Linked DNA regions of Mus musculus: region 2 is linked to region 1. Evidence: chromatin contacts called from public Hi-C data. All regions are on one chromosome and are shown on one strand. The core of a region is the stretch at or near the end of the contact, and the rest is flanking DNA. Distances in the headings are between cores, read along the strand shown.

Region 1 (3,176 bases), core at 500-2,999:
TCTGCCAGACGTTGATATGCAGCCCCGATGCCGTGATTTCAGGCCCCGGGAGTATTAATGTTACAAACAACCTTCCGTTGCTCCGTCTGCTAGTAGGAGCCTTAATTTATCACAGAGATGGTAGAGTTGCTGTTTCTCATCTACTGGTAAAAAAAAAAAAAAAAAAAAGCCAGGCAGCTGTGGGCAATGTGTGTAGGGAATGTGTCCTCTCTTTTAAGAATTCATTCTTTGGAATAAGAGAGAAATTTATTCTAAAATATCTTCATCCCGAAGGAAATAAAAACCCTGCTTAATGGCAAAGGCTCTCCCTTGGGCTTTGATTAAGCAGATTTGCAAGGCTGGGCTTTCTGTACCTGTTGTTTGTCATTGGGGCCCAGTTAGACTCGGGGAAGAAAATCTTGTCTCAGGCACCTAATGTGACAGGTACCTTCTGGGACCCAGATGTCTGCCTGCAGGAACCTGCTGCCGCCACAGGTGTGCTGGGAGGACACATGTGTCCAGTGAGCGACCTGCTGGTCACTGTGGAATGAAGGCAGGACAGATTCGTCTGTTCCTTAGCCTCGATGTGATGCCTCACATAATACTCTTTTTTTTTCTGATTATAAAGACAAAACCCTTTCTTATAAAAAACTGAATTCATAACTTCATAGACAGAGGAAGACAGAACTAGTTGTGGGACAGTGAAGATGGCTTAGTGGATAAAAATGCTACCATGCAAGTGTGAGATCCTGAGTTTGAATCCCCAGAACCTATGAAAAAGCCAAGCACACAGCGTGAGCTTCTGTAATCCCCACACTTCTATGGGGAGATGGGAGGCAGAAACAGGTGCGTCCCTGAAAGTGCCTGAGCCAGCTGGCCTGGAGTGTGAGGCAGAAAACAAGGGGACCCTGTCTTAACCAGAGGGATGGCAAGTTCTGACACCTTGCTTGTCCTCTGACCTCCATACAAATGCTATGGCATGTAGTCCCATCCATACGTATGAATACACACACACACACACACACACACACACACACACCCTCTCCTCCCTCTTGTCTTTTCCTTGGTATCCCATCAACAAGACTTAGTGTTTGTTGCCGTTCTATCTGTCCCCGGCCTAGTCTAATAAACATTTATATTGTTTCCACAACTGAAATCTTTCTGTATATTTCCATCTGACTTCAGGTTTTGTACTTAATTCTATATTTCTTATGTGACCTCTGCAGAGAAAAGTCATCGTAGCACCACAACAAAGCAACAGCTTGGCTTACAGTGCCATGCCCTCTTTCAATCCAAGAGAAGGGGATCCCACTCAGTGGCTAAGGGCATTTGCTAGACTTGGTTTCCAGCTTCCACAGGCCAGTTCACAACTGCCTGTAACTCTGGTTTTAGAGGAGCTGATGCCCTCTTCTGATATCCATAGATGTTGTACACATATGATACACATGCATGCACTCAGGCACATACATAAACTATATATACATATATATGTACATATATATATATAATATATTTTTTTCAGAGAGGGGGTAGGCATTAAATTATTCTATAAATGAGTGATTATAATTGGGATAAGAGCTGTGAAGCAGATGAACAGGGGGTCCTGGGCACCCAATAGTCTTAGGAAATCAGAAAGATTCTTAGCTATTAATGCTCAGGGCTGAAAGCTGAGGCCTGGCTGACCAGGCAGAGCCCTGGAGAAGAGCAGCAGGGGAGTTGGCCAAGAGCTCAGGCAGGAGGAAGTGGAAAGGAAAAGCCAACCGCACAGGCAGGAGGAGGAAATATCTGAAACAAGGTAACACAGGAGATGTGGCAAGGACTGCATGAGTGGCTATGGTCTAGGATAGGGGGCTTCGAATGAGAGAATTGACAAGCAGGTTTCAATCATGGATATGGCTGGAAAGAGTAGGTGTGCAGTTCTGTGTGGTCATTCTATTGTACAGAATAGGGATAGATGAGTGGCTATGAGGAGCTGAGTCAGGAGGCCACCACTATAATCTAGATGACCCATTCTGGAGGATTGGGATAAGATAGATGGAGAACTGCCGGTCAGTATCTATGCTCTTCTGTGTTTGAGGAGCACGCTGTTGAACCCCAGTGCCTCACTGGCAATGGGGAAAGGAAAAGAAAAAGCCACACTGGAGCTGTGTCCTAGATTCCTACCGTTTGCCTTTGGACAGAAGCACCAGATGCTGAAATAGGGAGACATGGGAGGACCAGGTCTTCAGAGGCCAAGGGATGATGGGGGCTGAGTTGGATGTGGAGTTGGAGAGAAGATGTCTTGTCTTTGCAGACTGAAATGAAGCATGTATTCTGGGTGAAAGGTTGAGAGTTTGAGATCAGCAAGCAGACATCAGAAGAAGTAACAAGTGATTGAATCGGTCTGGGCTGAGGTGGTCTAGGGAGGCAGCACCTCTGTACTTTGGGAGGGGGAGGTAGGATGTGTCTTGGCTGCCCCTCCTCGTGTCTATCCATCCGGGCTCATCTGAAGTCAACTGTTGGTGACAGCTCTCGCCATTTAGCTTTGTGCTGCAGCCAGCACCTGCTGGCTCACGGGTGCTTACTGCCCCCCATCTTTGGGAATTTTCTGAGCCTGTTGTTTGCATGTGGCCATGCCAGGAGCCATTCACACATGGTCACTGGCAAGTGCTATGAATCGGGGCTTTGAAAATGACCTGTTCCTTTTCACAGATAACAGATTGTTAAATATTTACCCGCATGCTGTTGTCTGTGACCAACCTCTGTATTTGTTTCTGGTGTCGGGTGTGGTTTCCTTTCCCTGGGAACCGTGAGAGGCAGTTATCCGTGATCGTTTTGATTTATGTCTTGAAATTATCTGATTTGCTTTTAAATCATCAGCCCTTCAGGGTAAAGAGATCCTTGAGTCATGGACCTGTCTTCGTCTCAGCGTGGGCTCTCTGTGCCCTGCAGACAGATGACTACACACTTGGGGACCTAGCACAAACGTGGGCTCTTGAAGCTGCTCTAGTTTAATAAGTGTCTTGGCCAGTTCAGTGCTGTTCTTGGCTTAGGCATCCGTGGGCTCTTTCTCGAGGTTCAAGGGGCAAGCTCACCTCTGTGCCCTACTGCCGAGTGCTGACTGATTTCAGCCTCTCATGACAACAGGACTAAAGTCCCCAATTTTTTTGCTGGCTGATAGAGCTGCTATAGAGCTGCTATATTCCTTAACATCCCAA
Region 2 (3,531 bases), core at 976-3,475, 150 kb after region 1:
ACTGTTTTGTGTATTGTGGAGGGAAGATTGGCCGTATGTATCCCTTTTAGCTCCAGAGACACTGCTGGTACCTTGATATTGTTCCTGCCTGGTATCAGTTTATTTAGTGAAGATCCTATAACAGACAATACGCAATGATGGCTGTTGCTGTCTTTGCCTATAACAGGTAGAGGTGGCAGGTTTTTCCCTGCTTCCCAGCTAGTAGACTGCACATGAATGAGCCACCATGGTTTATATCCCTCTTAATGATCTCCACATGGATACTGAAGCCATTTTCCCCTAGTGGGTGCTTGTGCTTTGAGGATGAAGGGCAGCCCAGCTATGGGGACAACAGCAGCTTCCTCCTTCCCAGACAGGTCTGCACTGTCACCAGGCTAGAAAGCACATCCGCTCCCAGCCTTCTGGGCAGGTCACAGGTATTCATTCTATTCCTTCCCTTGAAGGAACAACTCCGTATGCTTAACTTTCCACATTCTTCTGGTGCTTGTCTGTGAGTACAAAGGCTCCCATGACTTCTACAGAAAGGTGAGCCATCACCCACCACCTCCTCTCTGATCACGGTGCCACCCTGAGCCCCGTGCTCACGTCCTGGGCGGCAGTTCCCACCTCTGGCTCTTGCCTCTTCTAGCACCATTTCGTCTCAGAGGGTACATCTGCAATTGAAGGGCAAGAGAGGCCAAGCCTGGGGCTGCCTGCAGACCAGCCATCCTAGGGCTCTGCTCTGCATGGCTGCCCTGGAAAGCAGGGCTATGCAGTCCCACCATCAGGCTGACTGGTTGTAATCATCTCCTGCCTTTTTCTCTTCTGAGCTGGGACAGGTCTTCTCTTCCTCTGAGTATCCCTCACTGCTCAGCCTCCTAACTATGCCTTCTGCCACCATCATCCTACATACTTTGCCTGAGCCTCTCAGCTGGGAACACAGGGCAGCACCTGGTTCCTCCTCTGCCCTGGAGAACCCCTGTGTCAGGACATAATCAGGAGTATCAAGCTCTGACTAAATGCGCAGTACCGAATCAAAAGATAGTCAGTCAAAGTTGGAGTGACCAGAAAGCTTCCAGAAAAGGGAAGATGGTGACCTTGGCTAAGCAAAGGAGCATTAAAACCTGACTCTCCTGAGGATGTAGTTGGTAAAGTAGTTGCCTAGCATTCACAAAGCCTTGGGTTTGAACCCCAGAACTGCATAAACCAGGCATGATGCTACATGCCCATAGCCCCATCACTAGCGAAACAGAGACAGGAAGATAAGTTCAAGGTCCTCTTCAGCTACAGAGTTTGATACCATTCTGGAATACTTGAAATTCAATCTTAAAATAAAGAGATATAACTGGTTATATCTTTACATTTATATCATATTTTTATTTATGTGTATACCACAGTGTGTGTGTGTGTGTGTGTGTGTGTGTAAGCCAGAATACAGCTTCTGAGAGTTCCTTCTCTTCCTCTACCATGTGGATCCCAGGGATGGAGCCCAGGTAATCAGGTTTGGCAGCAAGCTCTTTACCCACTGAGCCACCTCACTGACTCTGGCCTGTGGTTTTGCCACCACCAGGAAATGTCTCAACTGTGGAACTCTTCCAGGTTAATTGATCTAAGCCCTGGTGGTGACAAATGACCCAATGACAGATTTGAAACAGAAAAATAAATATCACAAGGGTATGGTCCTAGGGTGCTGGCTGGGGTTTCTAAACACATACCATATAGCAGGCTCTCACCAGTCAAGATGGGGCCTGTCTTACACGGAGATCTTACAGAGAACAAAGTAGGTCAGGGAATGAAGAGGCTGGGTACCATGTCCTGGAATTCTGATCTCATTGGGTTGTGACTCAAAACCGACTTCCTGCTGGGTGTCCTCCCTCTGTCCTGCATAGTCACAGGGTCAGCCTGCCTTCCTCTCAGTCCCCTGCTGTTGTAGTATTCTGTGACCCTGCTAGGCATTAGGCGTCTCCATGTGAATCTCAGCCAAGGTCCTATGAGGAGCCGAGAGTCCAGGCAGTGATTAACTAGAGGACCATGTGCCTTCGGTGATTAGCAAGATATACCATTGCAAAGAGCAGCCGTTGAATAATGAGCTCCTTGCTTTATTACAAGGCTTGACTCCCTTGAGCCAAGTCTAAATGCCAACTGAATCCTGAACTTTGAAAGATCCAAAGAGATTAACAGGAGCACAGTAAGAGCTACCTTGGATGGCTTTGGAGGCAGGCCATGTGCGGGTACAGAACCCAAGCCAATCCTAGAAGCCAGCCTCTATAGCTTCCTGCCCTCACCAGCAGGGGTAGCCACCAATCTTGGCTCAAGACTGACTTTTCTCACCATGAGAACTGAATCCATCTGCTGGAAAATCCCCCTTCACAAGAAAGCTCTTGGCCTGCCAAGTGATCTTCTCTTGGTTAAAAATAATAAAAAATAAAAATAAAAAGAGCAATTCCAATGGGCCAGACAGGGGCTGGGGACATGGCTCAGTTGGCAAAGTCCTTGCCTTGTAAGCAGGAGGACCTGAGTTGAATCCATGTCACAAGATCCAGGCACGTTAGCACATGCTAGAGAAACAGCAGAGAAGAGAAGCTTCCCAGCCGGGGTGCAAGAGTTTGAGTGTGTTGTACATAGGGTACTTTCTCCTTCTGGTAATGGTACGTGATAATACGGTCACCCCTGAGCTTGCCCGGCCCTCAACTCCCACTATTTCATATACTGAAAGCCAACTTCGGAAGCTGTAGAAAACTCCAGAATTACATCATTTTTGTAGCATGGTAACCCTCACACCATCCTGCTGCATCACACTCAGTATGTATGCCAGCCCTTTGTCCCGCAGCTCCGAAGTATGTATATATATGTGTGTATGTATGTATATGTATATAAACATATACATACATATATATATATGTCACCTGCCTGATAAGTAGTTACCTCAGCATTCAGAATGACTGCCACAGTTCAGCAATGCTTGCACACACAGTTTGGTACTTCCAGTTACAGACAGTCACTGGGAGTATTTGAGTCCACCCACAGAAGACTCCAGTATGCACGGGTCAGTGCCAGCCAGGAAAGCTTAGCTGAGCCTAGGTATTCGAAAACTGTATTGGAGATCAACTGACTGACTCTAGACACACCAAATCTCTAGCCCAGTCAGAGATGGGGCTAGTATTACCTGCTATGTGTGTTCCACCATAATCACACTGTAAGTGTAATAAAACTAGGTGGCATGGCCCAAACCTCAAAGATCAACAAAGGTGATCTTACCAGGGAACACATATCCAGGCTTAAAGTCACTTCCAAGGAGCCAGCGTCAAAACGCCAAATTCCTGATGGGACGAAGCTAATGTGCTCCAGACAAGGCTGGCAGGGCAGGATAAAGGCTCCTGCAGTTCTCAGAAAGTAGCATCTTGATCCTGCTTGTTGGGCTTGGGTTTATCCATAACACAGCACAGATAACAGCATTCCAGCTGACCAGCAAAGAGGAATGTGAAATTGTGTTTGGTTTCTATTCAGGTCTATCCCTGTCACCAGTGAGATTGTTTGATTTGTTCTCTCCCA

What was found. A called contact is a pair of places that touch in the nucleus more often than the background predicts.
Region 2: a Hi-C map of cerebellar granule neurons shows a contact between it and region 1, with 2.6 times the contacts expected there. The contact joins two enhancer-like sites. A contact is called at or near these places in 8 of 484 Hi-C or Micro-C datasets (the HPC-7 cell line, the N1E-115 cell line, cerebellar granule neurons and 3 more) and 2 of 115 datasets of contacts at active chromatin or transcription factors (T-cell acute lymphoblastic leukemia and double positive thymocytes).

What each region holds. Positions count from the first base shown.
Region 1 is chr11:52,878,447-52,881,622 of GRCm38.p6, forward strand. All of the region lies in intron 3 of Fstl4 (follistatin-like 4), which reads left to right. Among named protein-coding and RNA genes, the nearest start is that of Fstl4, 120 kb to the left of the region's middle. RefSeq lists an enhancer at 1-57. Within about 2 kb of position 1,750, at least 6 of the 459 cell types and tissues checked have an H3K27ac peak or open chromatin away from gene starts, as enhancers often do. A contact at or near this core is called in cerebellar granule neurons, where this site is marked.
Region 2 is chr11:53,026,731-53,030,261 of GRCm38.p6, forward strand. The region is part of intron 4 of Fstl4 (follistatin-like 4); the gene reads left to right. Among named protein-coding and RNA genes, the nearest start is that of Gm11186, 92 kb to the right of the region's middle. Within about 2 kb of position 2,226, at least 1 of the 459 cell types and tissues checked has an H3K27ac peak or open chromatin away from gene starts, as enhancers often do. A contact at or near this core is called in cerebellar granule neurons, where this site is marked.